2 separate regions of the Mus musculus genome follow, and region 2 is linked to region 1. A link is a contact called in public promoter capture Hi-C data. All regions are on one chromosome and are shown on one strand. Each heading gives the region's core, a stretch centred on a gene start, on an enhancer-like site or on the middle of the called end of the contact. The rest is flanking DNA. Distances are from core to core; before and after follow the strand shown.

Region 1 (7,806 bases), core at 1,854-4,353:
TTACAAGCACACATTGCTCTTTCAGAAGACCAGTTTGGTTCCTAGCATCCATTTGGGGAATGGGATGGGGAGTCACAACCTCCTATAAATCCAGCTCAGTGGGCCCAGTGCCCTCTACTGGCTTCTGCTAGTAAACACACACACACACACACACACACACACACACACACACACACAGATTCATAAAAAAGAAGAAATGTTTTAAAATCAGAAACTCCCAAGGTATAATGATTTTAAATTGAGAATTCTTATAAGCCCACTATATCAGAAACATAGATGAACTTGCTTGTGTTTTTCTACGATGTCAGAATTTATTGTTTAACAAATAAATTCACATAGTGTCTTAGTTAGGGTTTCATTGCTGTGAACAGACACCATGACCAAGGCAAGTCTTATAAAGGGCAACATTTAATCGGGGCTGGCTTACAGTTTCAGAGGTTCAGTCCATTATCATCACAGCTGTAAGCTTGTCAGTCTGCAGGCAGACACAGTGCTGGAGGAGCCAAGAGTTCTACATCTTGATCCAAAGGCAGATAGAAGAAGATTCTCTTCTGCAGGCAGCTAGGAGAAGGGTCTTTCCACACTGGGTGGAGCTTGAGCATAGCACCTCAAAGTCGACCCCCACAATGACATACTTTCTCCAACAAGGCCACACTTCCTCCAATAAGGCCACATCTCCTAATAGTGTCATTCTCTATGGCCAAACATTTAAACCACCACACACAATATGGTGGCCTCATTGGGAGCAATTTGCCAGATGCCCCCTGTTTTCCTTGATAGCCTAGGCCCAGGTAAATACACATTCTTTTATCCCAACCTCAATTATTAATATTAACTCTCATATCACACGTTACATACCATACAGTAAGTCATCAAGTCATCACCTGTGTATCTATGTATGTATGAATGTATGTATGTATGTATGTATGTATGAATGTATGTATGTATGTATGTATGTATCTACATTACAGAACGACTACAAAGGGTTAATAGTTCAAGAGTTTTCACTGACAGAAATGCAAGAATTCCCCCACACTTACATGTGTGTGTGTGTGTGTGTATGTGTGTGCACGAGTGCTCACATGAACATGCACATGGGAAGGGGTTGGAAGGTGTACCTAACCAAACCAACCTGGAGAAGCTGTTGTGGCTGAAGGGTCAACGTGAGCTATAGAGTTGGGTTCAGCTACAGAGATGAAAGGGCAGAATCAGATCCAGATAAACGAATGGCTGAAGGGAACCTTGGAGGAATGATAGAGGGCAATTTAAGTAGGCCTTATCAACAGTGGAAACCAAGTCCAGTTGATGTCTCTTCTTGTCCCTTCCTTGCCACATACTGGTGGTCACATGACAGGTTGGGAGAGCTATCACTCTCTCAGTACAAGTTGTTGACCTCTTTATGAGGTCTAGATGAGGGACTAACAGCCCGTCATTGCCCTGCTGAGTCCAGTACGTCATTTGGCCTGGTTTTCCTGATATTTATTTATTTATTTATTTATTTATTTATTTATTTATTTATTATTTACTTATTATTTATTTATTTATTTAATGTATGTGAGTACACTGTTACTGTCTTCAGACATACCAGAAGAGGGCATCAGATCTGTGTACAGGTGGTTGTGAGCCACCATGTGGTTGTTGGGATTTGAACTCTGGACCTCTGGAAGAGCAGTGAGTGCTCTTAACTGCTGAGCCATCTCTCTAGCCCCTGATATGATTTTAGTATATCCATGTGCCTTACAGTTTCAACCCACTCCTAAAAAAAATGTATAGAGCAGCACAATACACTTTCTACTCCCCAAACAAGGCACTTATTATCTCAAAGGTTATTTATACAATAGGCTTGCAAAAGAAATATTTATGATATTAAATTTCAAAACTTATAATAATCTATTCTATTTTTCTATTGATGAATACAAATTTAGTTGTTGGTGATTTCTCATCTTCTCTTCTGGGCCCAGATTCTCTGTACCGTGAATCTTTTTAACATCATCATCATCCTATAAAATTTCTTTCTTTCTTTCTTTCTCTCTCTCTCTCTCTCTCTCTCTCTCTCTCTCTCCCTCCCTTCCTTCCTTCCTTCCTTCTTTCTTTCTTTCTTTCTTTCTTTCTTTCTTTCTTTCTTTCTTTCTTTTTAATGTTTTTTTTTTGAGACAGGGTTTCTCTGTGTCCTGGAACTTGCTCTGTAGATCAGGCTAGCCTCTAACTCATTGATCTACCTGCCTCTGCCTTGGGATTGAAGGCGTGCACTATCACTCCTCAGGTTAAAAACCTGATCTTAGTCTTGTCTCTCTTTTCTCTTTTAGTTCCTTTGTTGCCTTCCCTCCCTCATCCCTTCTCACCCCCTCCTTTCTTTCTCACACAGCTCAGGCTGGCCTCCTGCTCTAACCTTAGCCTAGCATGCAGGGCCTTGACCTCCCAACCCCCTGCTTCCAAACTAATGCTGGAATTACAGATGTGGTCCACCATGCATGGCTTTTCTCTGTTCGTTTGTTTTCATTGTTAAGAATTAGTTTACAGGTAGGGAAGAAGAGTTATCAGCAAGTAAAGCAAGGCTAAAATAGACGCACATTTACTTTGCTCTGGTTTGTGAAAGGATGAGCTATAATGGTTTTAGTTCATTTACTGATGTAGTATGCATGGAGCCCGGAGTTAAAGCGTCAGGATCACAAAAACTAATAGAAAAGGAAGTTAAAAAAAAAATACCAGGAACACGATCTATGGAAATTTTAATTTATATTCTAGAGCAGTGTAAAAATGGTATGATATCTGCTATTGACTAAAAGCAACGGAATACTGAGCAATAGCTATAGATGTTGGCAGCCAATGGTCCCTCACCTTGTGTTAGGAGAAGAAAATCAGAAAATCCTGAGTGTGGCTTTGGGACTGAATAGGTTTGGCAAAGAGTTTGGGAGAGGGCAGGAAGCTGGACTTGTGAGGACATAGGTGGGAAGAAGGTAGAGAGTGGCAGGGCCAAAACACATACAGCGGAGAAGCAGGGTCGGGTAAGAGCTCAAATTCCATGCAAAGGGCTTGAGTGGATGGTGCGCATGCTCAAACCAGCTGCCCGCCCTTTCCTCGCGCACACTTTACCAACGGCCTTTGACTCCGACACTGGTGGTCTCCGGTTTGCTCTGTCTCAGTGGCCCTTTTCTGACCTGCGATGTCTCGCCTGCTGCTACTCTGCTCTTCGCTCCTCCGCCACCGTGCAGTCCTGTTCTCGAAGCCTGGCCACCCAGGCCGCCTCAGCCACTCAGAAAGCCCACAAAAAAAAATCCTGTCGCCCACGGTGAGGTAGAACCCACTTAACGGTCCAAATGGGTGTGGAGGGGGGAGTGTGTGGTGTGTGTGTGTGGTTGTGTGTGTGGTTGTGTGTGTTGGCAGCTTCAGTTGTGGGGTCACTTTGGATGGCGGTTCAGGGCGAGGATGAGAGTCCCAAGTAGGACCTGGCTCTCCATTATGGAGGCACAGGGTCCTCGGTTCACTCCAGGGTAATCTACCTGCCTGGTGGCCAAGACATAGCATTTTCTCTAAAAACTGGTGGAGAGACGCTAGACATAGTTGAGCTTCCAGAATCCAGAGGTCAGAAACCGGCAACTATTGAAAAAAAATGAGTTTTTGAAAATTCAGTTGAATACAAATGGAACACGTTGCAGGACCCAAGACTTTTTTTTTTTTTTTTGGTCATATGACAAATTTCACAGCATACTTTTGTGGATGTGTGCACTAAAGTGCAGGTATCTGAAGAGGCCAGAGGTGTTGGATCTGGAGCTAGAGTTGACTATGTCCTGCCTGATGTGGATTCTGGCAACCAAATTTAGGTTCTCTGCAAGAGTGGTATAAAGTTTTAGCAGATGAGCCATTTCTCCGACCTCTGAGAAAGATCTTTAGCTGGGTGTATAAGGAAGGGGAAACACCCAGAGTTTTGTGCATAAAAGCCCACAAAGTCGGTGTTCTGCTGCCAACCTCCACGCCTCTGCCCATAAGCCGTTTTACTAGGCAGTGGGCCATACTCATTAATATTCCTTTTCTTCTTTTCCAGGAATCAGCTGTTGGGATTGTCGTGTTTTTTACGACCTTTTACATCCCAGCTGCATATGTGCTAAGCAGTCTGAAGTATTTCAAAGGAGAGTAGATACAGGATGTCCAGGAGCAGCACGGCATGGCTCCTTTAAATGGGAAAAAGTGCCTGTTTGAACCTCCTCTGACGAGTTAGTCCTATAACTGTCTGTGATGTTCTACACTTCGGTTTGTTTTTGGACTGTGCATCATATGGACGACGAACATAATCTGCTTAAGTGTTAAATAAAATGGAAACACTTGTTTGTGCTTAGTATTGCTTTCTTTTTTACTTATTTTGTTTTGGCTTGAAATGCTAGGTAGCCAACCCAAGTGCTCGTGCGTGGGAGACACTCTACCACTGAGCCACAACCCCGGCAATTGTCTTCTGAATATTATTAAAGCTGACAAAAATTTATTAAAATTACAGTGAGAAAATTTATAAAAATTACAGTGAGAAAAAAATCAATGAGGATTGTTATGAAAGGTTGCATCAAAAGTTTTGTGGATGTTGAGTACGTGAATCTAATAACCTCAACTGTGAAAGATTAAACAGGCTTTGAGGCCATGGCGGTTTGAATGAAATGAGCCCCCACAGCCTCAGAGGGAACGGTACTATTAGGAGGTGTGACCTTGTTGGAGGAAGTGTGTCACTGGGGGGTGGGCCTTGAGGTTTCCAGTGCTCTGTCACTCTTTCTTTGCTGTCTGCCTAATAGAGGCAGAACTCTCAGCTACCTGTCCAGTACCACGCCTGCCATGCTTCCTGCCATGATGACAATGGACTGAACCTCTGAACTGTAAGCCAGCCCCAGTTAAATGTTTCCTGTATAAGAATCGCCATGGTCACAGTATCTCTTCAAACCAAGATAAGGGTATTATACATTTAGCTATGTTTTTCATGTTTTGCTGGTCCCATTTTTGCTGTGAGAAGATTGTGTGTGTGTGTGTGTGTGTGTGTGTGTGTGCGTGTGTTCTGGGAATGAAGCCCATGGCCTCTCTGTGTGCTCCAGCCCTGAATTTCAGTTCTGTAATGATTCATCTTTTCAAGGCTTGTTTACTACCTTCATGTAGTCACTCTCTTAATTTCTAATTTTGTTATTCTTAATTATCTTTCAAGTTTGGCACATTAGATGTATACACAGCCGTATTCATCATTTTTATTATTGCTGTAACCAAATCCCGACAGAAGCATGGTAAAAAGGGAAAGACTTACTTTGGCCCAGTGGTATCCATCGTGCTTTGGGGATAGTGTGGCAAGGCAGAGCAGAGCATTCCACAGTCATGGTGGCCAGGAAACAGAAGGGTGCCGCTGAAAGTTGGGAGAACATAACCTCAAGGCGCTCAGCCAGTACCTCCTCCAACGAGGCCCCAACTTCATCTCCCAGTGATTTCCTTTACTACGAATCCATCAAGGGATTAAACCACTGACAGATTGGTGCCTTCAGTCCCTTCACGGAAGCCCATCAACATGAGGTTATCGAGGGGGGACGTTTCATATTCCAACTAAAAATACCTTGTATTTTTTTATTTTACAAGTGATGTATTTGTGTGTCATGATGTAGCAGTCAGAGAACAACTTCTAGGGGTCAGTTTTCTTCATCCACCACGTGAGTCCTGGGGGGTCACACATGGGTTGCCAGGCTTGGTAACAGTGCCGTTGGTCACTGAGCCTCTCACTAGCCTTCCTGTGAATTTTCAGTTTACTGTGTAGTTATGGTGTGACTGAACAGCACTGTTCAACTCTAAGCCTCGATTTCCTTACCTATGTAATAGGGACTTAGAACTACTCATTTGAAGGGAATGTGTGGAGATTAGTTAAGTTGGTAAACAAAGATAAAATAGTTTTCAGCATAGTGCCTGCAAGTAAATAAATACAAGTTCTTGTTTGCAAATATTCATTTCACACATCCCTTATTCCTGTGACATACTAAGAGCAATACAGGGCTTGGTACTTCATGGACCTAAAGATCTTAGAAATTTTGCATTTTGTTACTTTAGTGTTATATTTCTGTTTCAAAATTTATACTGCATGCCAGGTGTGGTGATACACAACTGTAGTCCTAGCACTGGATCCGTGAGATCCAGCTGTAAGGCATTTTCTCAATTAGTTATCACCAGGGGAAGAATGGCTCAGCCCATTGTGGGTGACCTGGTAGCCCTGGGTTCTATAAGAAAGGTTGATACCAGGTGGTGGTGGCGCATGCCTTTAATCCCAGCACTTGGGAGGCAGAGGCAGGCGGATTTCTGAGTTCAAGACCAGCCTGGTCTACAAAGTGAGTTCCAGGACAGCCAGAGCTATACAGAGAAACCCTGTCTTGAAAAACCAAAACAAAACAAACCAACCAACCAACCAAACAAACAAACAGCAGGTTGAGTAAGCCATGGGAAGCAAACCAGTAAGCAGCATCCCTCCGTGGCCTGTGCATCAGCTCCTGCCCTGCTTGAGTTCTTGTCCTGACTTCCTTTGATGTGGAAGTATAAGCTGAAAAACCCTTTCTTCCCCAATTTGCTTTTTGGTCTTGGTGTTTCATTGCTATAGAAACCCTAAGACAAGATGGTACCAGTCAGTGTAGTGACATATCGCTGTGACAACCTGACCATGTTTTGGGGAGGACTGTGGAAGGACTTTGGAACTTTGGGCTAGAAGAGCCATTGAGTGTTGAGAGCTCAGTGGGATATTTTGTAGGAGCTTGGAAGATAAGAACGTTGAGAACAGTGTAGAAGATGGAGGCCTGGCTTGTAACATTTCAGAGGGAAAATGAAAGACTCTTTCAGGGCCATTTGCTATTTTGATGTAAGATTCTGTGGTTCTGGTTAGCTGGAGCTGAAGAATCAGCTGTGATTAACAAGATATCAGAACTACTGAAGTGAAACCTTCACATTACTGGGACAATTGATGCTGGTTAGCTGGAGCTAAGAAATTAGCAGCGATTAAGAAAAGACAAGCATCATTGAGATGAAACCAGGGAAGAGTTTTCTGAGAACACAAAGAAGCTGTGTTCCAGAGATAGCCAAGGTTGTAGCTTGCTCTTACAGCTGGACTTGACAATGTGTAAGAGTCACCAGGTGGTATTGATTTTGAAGACATGCAGGGATCATGGAGAGCAGCTGAGGCTTGGCACTGTGAGATGTCGGGAGAGACTGTTCATGAAGGTGCAGCCTCAGTGGCAGCCGAAGACCCAGAACTCAAGGGGTCATGCAAAGAGGTTGAGGCTTGCACCAGGAAGAGAGCCCAGGAGAGGCTATTGGTGAAAACACAGCCTAGTTGCAGCAGAAGAGGCCAGCATTTTGGAGATGCTAGTACCATGGGATGACCACAAAGAACAGCAGGAACCATGGAATGGAGCCGGCCAGAGCCTAAAAGACAAGCTGTGTGCTACAGAGGGCAGAGCTAGAGAAGTGACCTGAGCCTCTTGGAAGAGTACAGAAGATCATGATTTGTGACGATGCTCTGATTTTTCCCTCTTGAAGTAAGAAAATATCTTACTGGATTAACTGTGGATAGCCCACAGTGAAGAGACTTTGAATTTTAAAAGACTTTGGATTTTAAAAAATGATTGGTTGCTTTAAAGGGGCTGAACTTTTAATGTGTTTGAATTTGTAAAGACTGTGGGACTTTTAAAGTTACTAATGCTTTTTATGTGAGATCTTGGGGATGAATCCAAAAGGAAGGGTTGTGTGGTTTTGTGTCAAGTTGACACAGGTTAGAGTTATTAGAGAAGAAGGAGCCTCTGTTGAGGAAATGCT
Region 2 (7,806 bases), core at 3,154-5,653, 2.0 Mb after region 1:
CTTTCGTCCATGAACTCCCTGGAGGGCTTAGCAGGGACACAGTGGGGTGGCTGGATGGTGGGTGGATCAGAGGAGGGAAAGCTAGGCCAGAGCCTAAAAAAGCCATTAAGAAGCCCAAGCAAGCTCAGAAGAGCCAGAGCCTGGGCCCAGGCCACTGAGGAGGAGGAGGAGGAAGAGGAGGAGGAAGCAGTAACAGAGACAAGCACGAATCCTTCTGGAACATACAAACAATGCCCTATAGAGAACAAACGAAGTCAAGTCTATGGTCAAAGTCCAAATTCAAAGGCCCACTTGGGACCTTCACAGCCATCAACAATGAGGTTAACATCCTCTCTACCTGTGTGCTTATACCCATAGGATGCTTGCCCTCAGCCTCACCTGGGTTCAAATACCGACTAGACTTGCAAGTCATATGACCTTGGGGGCGGTTCTGACTAAAGGTGGCAGTGCCTGTCAGAGACCACAGTCAGCAGGACTCCAACAATGGCAATGATGCTGCTGAGTACCCCTCAGAGGAGGATTGCGACAGCCTGGTGTCTGTCCCAACTACCTCACCGAGCCCCCTCTGAGAGGTGAGTCTACGCCAAGCTGTTCTAGAAAAATCAGGCTAGAAACAATGACATCAAGTCCTTAAGGTAGCAGAAGAGGACAGAGCCCCAAAACAGAGATGACCACCATACAGCTGCAGCAGGGAACTGAGTCCTGATTGTCCTGGTGCCTGAAATGGTGTTCTAAAAGGTTCAATGTGCCTGCCCCACATCACCACGCAAAACAGAAAACCCGGGGATTGGGAGAGAGTTGCCAGGCTCCTAATGAGCAGGAACCCACTCAAACCCTGGCAACTGAGACATTGTCCAGAGTGGGTCACTCCTCATCTGGACTCTGGAGCAAAGAGGAGAGACCAGCAACACTGTCATCGGGACACTCAGCAGTCAGCTGGGAGGAGGCGCCTGGCCACCTCTAACCTCTATACCACCTGCCATGGCTCTGCAGACACGCTGGGTCAGTGAGCCTATGCTTGGAACTTCCTCCCAAGGGTCATTTTCTCCTCTGTGAAAAGGTCAACAGCCAGAGCCACCCTCACTCCCTTGCAAGGGACCCTGTAAGTTTTCACAGGGAGTCTGTGCCAAGGGATGCTATGCTGCACCACAGAACCTTGGTGACAAACTGCTCGATGGCCATCGTGGGCTCCTGTCTGACAGCCTCATCTGCTGTGTGGCAGTTAATGGAGGAATGCCCCCGCCCCCCCACGGAGGGAGGCTGGGTTTTTCACGCAGCGTATCTGGCCTCCCTCCACCCCAGTGTTCCTCTGGGGAAGATTTTCCATATCACAATCACAGCCTGAATTCTAGAACCCTACAGGACAGGGGGACAGAGGCAGAGGTGGAATGTACAGACATTGTGAGACAACGTGCTTCCTAATAAACACCTGAACACTTGGGGAGGAAGGACCAGCTAACTCCAAGCTGCTCTCTGAAAGGCAGCCTGCAGGGCCTAACCTCAGCCTGCCTTCACTGCTGACCCCAGAACCACCTCGTGCCAGGAACAGAAGACTCCAATCAGCCTTGTTAGACCAACAGTAGGAGCTGCCTGCGAATTGTACCAGGAGCCTCCATCCCTCTGATTGCAGACCCTTGAAGTCCCACTGCCTCCACCAAGTGTGATCACCAAGACACTGTGGCCACCTGTACCCGGAGCAGTCACAGGCTTATAAATCAAACCCTGAGCCAGGCTCTGCTGGCCACGCCTACCCACAGCCCACCTAAACTTAGGCAAGCCAGGGCCCCGGTATAGCCCCCAACTGCTCATCCAGACAATATCTGGGCCTCTGACATCCACCAGCTGGCTCAGCAGATGCTCTGAGAATAATGTAGAATGCTTTCCGGACTTGAACTTTTGGCTGAGACCTTCTCAATACCACAGGAACAAAAAAGAGAATATCTCTTTTCCTAGTCCAGACAGAGAAACAGAGAAATAGAAGACAAGATCCCTGGCCTGAACTCCATTCTTGCTTTATCTCAGCCACACCAGGCAAATCAGACAAGTCCCACTCAACAACTGCACAGAACTAATGTTCACCCCCCCCCCAAGACACAGCTGACTTTGCCCAAGCTGTGAACAACCCAAAGGTCCTTCCTCAGATGAATAGAGAATAGAATGGTGGTATATCCATTCAGTGGAATAGTACTCAGCAGTTAAAAGGAACTATAGCTATAGTAAAGACTGTGTGGATGAATCTAACATCAAATTGATCAAAAAGGGCCACATCAAGAGAACACGTTGAACTGCACCATTCAACTGTAACGGGGTCCAGAGACAAATTGAACCTACATGAACTAAAAACAAAGATGAGGATAAGGATCAGGCTCAGAATAAAGGTTGCCTTGGTGATGGGCGGGTGAGGTTACTGACTGGGAAGGAAGGTGAGGGATCTGGGAATCTTTATGTAGGTAGCAATTACCTGAGGTGTACCCACAACTAAAAGCATGCTAAGCTTACGCTTAAAATCAGTCTATGTCATACATGTAATACATATGTAATACATATGACATTTGAGATACATGATTTGAAGTTGGCCTCTTACTAACAGAATCCATTGCTGTTCAAATTATAACTGATATTTTGCCTGAAAGTGTGGTCACCTCAAAGCGAGGAGCTGAGACACCCCTCTAGCCCTTCAAGAACTGTCGCAAATCATGCTGTGTAGTCCCATCTCTCTGCCTCACTTCGCCGCCTGTTCCTTTACAATAATTGAGCTCTACCAAGGGACCTGATCCTACAAGAATAATTGTCTGTGGCAGATAGTATGTGCTCATTAAAATGCCTAGTGATTGCCTAAGGTACATGAGACACACCAGATCTGACAGCCCCAACCAGATACCATCTCAGCAATGGTATGCTGCCCACCCCAAACCAAACCCAAGCTCTCTCCATCACTGCAGCTCTGAGCCTCCTCCTTTGACACAAATCACAGTAGCTGTACAGTAGCAGAATCCAGAGCTGCCAGTGCAGTGCCCACTCCCTGAGCCGCCCGCTGGCTCCTTTTCAGGTCACCTCTGCAGACCTGCACTGTCCTTGCCAAACCTCAGTTGGAGAGGGCCACGTGAGCTCCCAGAAAACATTCTCTCAGGTGTAATGTTTAATCTAGACTCTTCCCCCCCACCCCCCGCAGGGGCTCCCTGCCCTGCTGGCAAAAGGGACACCCACAATCCTCCTGCCCCACCTCTGTCCAGACCTTCCAGTTGGATCCTGGCGAATTCAACCTTGGACTCTTCTTCAGCCCCGAGTCAGTAGGGGAAGTGGCTTAACCCAGCCTCACCTGTGCATGGGGCCAGGTGGGTGAGGAGGCCGGAAGTGGATTTATGTCCAATTCTGCAAAGCTCCCATAGGAGAGAGGGGGCTCGAAACACACTCCACCCACAGGGCTTGAGAGCAATGCCTTTTGCGAGTGGGAGGGGTGGGTCTCTTTTCCTTAAGAGCGCTCTCTCTCTCTCTCTCTCTCTCTCTCTCTCTCTCTCTCTCTCTCTCTGTGTGTGTGTGTGTGTGTGTGTGTGTGTGTGTGTGTTTGCTAAGTTTCCACACCCAATACTTTCTTTTGGAAGATACTTCATAGTCATAGGTGGCAGAACCACAGAGCCCAAGTCTGACACACGGGCCACCAGGAGTTTCTCTTTCATCTTGTCAACCGCCTCAGGCAAGGGGGTTTAGTTCCAGCCCCTCCCTAGTCTGTGGGGCTGGGTAGAGAAGGTCTTCTGAACCTCACTCAGTTCACTGGAGTCCTCAGCGTGCCCCCATCATCCAGAGCCTCTCGGGACTGACGCTGTGCCCCACTCCAGGTCCCCAGCCCCATAGCTACTTCGGAAGAGCTTTAAGTCTGGCTTGTGCGCACACAGCACACAGTGGCACTTTCTCCTGGCCCTGACCCGGGCCACCGCCCCCCAAGACTCCACGTACAAACTTCTCTAAACTACCGGAGGCGGTAGGAGGGGGGTGATGGTCCCCTGCTGGGAATGGGGTGCACACACGCGCGTGCCCACACGCACACGCGTGCACACACACGCCCACGCACCGCCCCACCCCCTGAGCTCTGCAAACCCGGCGCAGGCCAGCCACACCGGCTCCGGGGCGCACGGGGGGAACCAGCCGGGCCCACGCTTGGTGGATACGGGCCCTCCGGGGAGGCCGGGGCCGCGGTACCTTGCAGGTTTTGCACACGGATGTCGCTGATCTGCCCGATGAGCTCCTCGCGCTGGAACCAGTCCCACTCCTGAGCAGCCATGGAGCGCGCGCGGCGGGCCGGGGCGGCGGGCGGCGGGCGGCGGGCAGCGGGCAGCGAGAGGTGGGCGGCTAGCGCGGGGCTGGTGGGCGGGCGAAGGGCCGGCCCCGCCGCGGGCGGACGGGCTGGCGGGCGGGCGCGGGCGGCGGAGCGGGGCGCCCGGCGCGCGCTCACTGCCCGGCGGGGGCGGGGGCCCCGGGCGGGAGGGAAGAGGGCGGGGCGGGGCGGGAGGAGCCGGCCTCAGGACAGTCCTTTTTTTTTTTTTTTCCTTTTTTTTCCTCCCCCACCCGCAGGGTGGGTGTTGGTTGGATTGTTTGGTCGCAAACGCACAATGATGAGGCACAGGGGGGTCGCAGCCCATAGATTGTGATGTCTTGAGGGGGTGGGCCTGGTGACGCAAGCCAGGGTGCCCCTAGCGCTGGTCCAGGATGTCTGCCCCTTCCCTATCCTGTCCCTTCTAGTCGCAGTAGGAACTCCTCCTATGCCTGGATCATCTCCCTGCTAAAGGCAGCTAAACCCTGTCCATCTCTGATCCCAGGACCATGGAAAGTGAGTGATGGGCTAAGTGATGTGGAGATGGAGTTTCCTATAGAGCAGGAGTTGGGGGCAGCGGGAGTGGGAGGGGGGATCCTTTCTTGGTTTAAGAGTAAAGGCCACTTCCGGTTCTCTCCAGCTGTTGGGAGAAACAGCTCTCCTCCCAGAAATGGGTTCCTTTGGGGTCTTGGCCACAAGAAATCTGGTGCTTTATCGAAACCCCAAGGACAGGCTGGGCAATGGCTCAGGTGGTTCCCTGCTTGCCTCGCACGCAGGAAGCCTTGGGTTTGATCCCATGCGCAACATAAACGGGGTCTTTGCATAATCTGTGGTCCTAGCACTCTGGAGATGGAGACAGCAGGAGAAGTTCAAGGTCATTCACAGCCACCTGGATGAGTTTAAGGTCATCCTGGGATACCTGAGACAGAACAGGCCTTTGTGGTTCCCACTCTGGGCCCCTGTGTCTTTTAACCTGAGAATTCTGGAGCTTATCTTGTTTGGGGCTCCACAGGGCCTGTGTACTTGCAGCCAACTCCTTTATCGGTTAGCCAACAGAAAATCTGGGAGTTTGTCTAAAGTGAGGAATGACTTAGGGGTACACAAGTCCCAGTGTCTTGCTCTCTGTTCAGATCCTACCTACAAGAAAACCAAGTATGCCATTGGTAGGATGAATGCCCAGAGGGAGAAAGTGCGCAGAGCTCTCTGAGTATGGAGACTCACCGAGGCCTGCTGACCATTGCCATGTCTGTGGAAAGCCCAGCAATGAGCAAGCAAAGATGAAGGCCACAGACATGTCTCCTGGGAGAAGCGGGCCCTGGGGGGGGGGGGGGCAATGAGAAGACCCTTAAGTCATTTGTGTTTAACCCAATAACCAGCTGAGATGACAATCCCAGATCAAAGTGATCTTCAGAAAGGGGGACATTGTCAGCTGAGGGCAAGGAGCCAGGGTGGAGGTAACATCAGCAAGGGTCCCATAAAGCCTGACCCTGAAGCTGAGACTAAAGGAAGGGAGAGGCCCACCTCCCCAACCCCCCAGAATCCAACCCCCAGGACCAGGCATCCACCCAGCAGAGTAGATCATGATCTCAGTGCAGATCATGGGTGTCTGAGGCTCTCACTAGACCACTCTGTCCCTGCCTGGATTCAAGGTTACGCTATAGAGCCAGGTCCAGTTAACATGCATGGTCTCACCTCTCCTCCACAAGGCATCCCACTTGAATTCGATTTCTATCTTTGCTGTGGGTTGAAAATCATTTCCTTCACAAAGCCAAGTGCTAAGAAAGTCAGCTTCGTTGTCTCCATTGTGAGATGGCCAATAGAGAACTTGACTCAAAACAGTATGTGGTTGAAAAATGATCAGAAAGGACGGGCTATCTGTGATGCCTATTCTTGGGAATGACGGGGAAGGAGGCCTGAGTCACTGCTGATTAAACACCAACTGTAAACCTGATGTTTCTTTGAATCAAAATGGAAGGAATTTTAGGTGGTTTTCCAAATGGCCTGGGAGCCAGAACTCACTGTGAAGCTGAGCCCTAACAGCACCTGGATTGTCACTGAATGAATAGGATCTCCTACAGGACCTCTAAGGGCGTTGGGAGCACACCTGGTCTCTCTCATTGGTCCTTGGGCTTATACCCTCACCTGTCAATTATAGTACTCCACTTCGATCTATCGCTACAAGTTGCTGCAGGTCCTGGCTATCACCAGGGCTTGTGGTCTGGTGCGCTCTGTCCCTCTTGGATTCATGTTTGGAAGCCTGCCCAGCCAGCATGGTGATTTCAAGAGGCTATGAGACCCTAAGAGGTGTGGCCTCCTGAGGGGTCTTAGGTCTCAGAAGGAATTAAAGTTGTTGTCGTGGGACCCCAGCTGTTGTCACAAGACCAAGTTACCACAGAACAAGTAAGCTGGGGTATCAGAGGGTTGTAGTAGCACTTACCTGCTATGCACAAGGTCCTAGATTCCAAACCCAGCACCACCAAGGGTGATCCCTCCAGCTCCCTTGCTTCCTGGTTTGTGGGCAGTCTCTCCCTGTCACTCAATCCCACCATGATGTCACCACTGCAGTGAGAGATTGCCAGGAGCCTCATCGTGACCGTGGCTATGCCACATGCACTTTAAGCCCTTTCAAAATGGAACAAAACTCCCATTTGTTAGTCACAGAAACAGAACATGGACCGATAAACATGTCACCTCCAGGCCTTTACCTAACTCGTCCCCTGTGACACAATCCCCGGCTCCTCCCTTTCTCAGCTTATGCCTCCTGAATCCCACTCACCTCAAGAGCACCTTCTCCATCACCCTGGCCTGCTGGGTGACTGACTGGTGCCAACCTGGCGCTATTTGGTATACCCTCCTAAACCCTGCTGGCCCATGTCTACACAGCATGAGCATAACATTTCCTTAATGGCTTTTCCTCAATCACCCATGAGGTCCTAAAGAACACAGCCGAGTCTTAGCCATTTTCTCCACTTGACCCTGAAGCACGGTGCCTGGCACAGAGGAAGGTCTCAAGTACCACACACATGAATGGCCCTTATTGTAAGCTTGGAAAGCAGAGGATTGCTGTGACCAACAGCTGGCCTTCATGACCGGGTCCAAGCAAGCTTCTGAGAAGGCAATCAAGACATGTTTGCTTAGCTCTCATGGCAAAGCACACCCCGTGGAGAAACAGGCACCAGTGCCAAGAGAGGACTACCCCTTCCTCAGGCACGTCCAGCCTTCTGGAGGGTGTGGACTTTGGGGGGAAAACTGGGCATTTGGCCTCTCGCATGATTGAACATCTCTCTCTCTCTCTCTCTCTCTCTCTCTCTCTCTCTCTCTCTCTCTCTCTCTCTCAGACATTTTTGGGAAAGGAAAAGTACTCTGCCTACAGGCTTGGCTTCCTGGAAGTTCCCAGCAACTGATTTTTCTAGATGTTTCCCAGTTCTTCCAGAATCTTGGTCATTGTGTAAAACTGACTTTCTCCTGAAGGGAAAGACTTGGGAGGATTGCAGAGA

What was found. Promoter capture Hi-C pulls out the DNA fragments that hold promoters and counts their contacts.
Region 2: a promoter capture Hi-C map of stem cell-derived epiblast-like cells shows a contact between it and region 1, with 3 times the contacts expected there. The contact joins the promoter of Clmn here to the promoter of Cox8c in region 1. A contact is called at or near these places in 2 of 39 promoter capture datasets (pre-B cells and stem cell-derived epiblast-like cells).

Annotation. Positions count from the first base shown.
Region 1 is chr12:102,896,203-102,904,008 of GRCm38.p6, forward strand. It overlaps Cox8c (cytochrome c oxidase subunit 8C), which reads left to right and starts at 3,104. Exons shown (of 2, transcript NM_001039049.1): 1 at 3,104-3,289; 2 at 4,043-4,332. The coding sequence starts at 3,164. The coding sequence ends at 4,135.
Region 2 is chr12:104,860,673-104,868,478 of GRCm38.p6, forward strand. It overlaps Clmn (calmin), which reads right to left and starts at 4,404. Exons shown (of 14, transcript NM_053155.2): 1 at 4,198-4,404. The coding sequence starts at 4,279.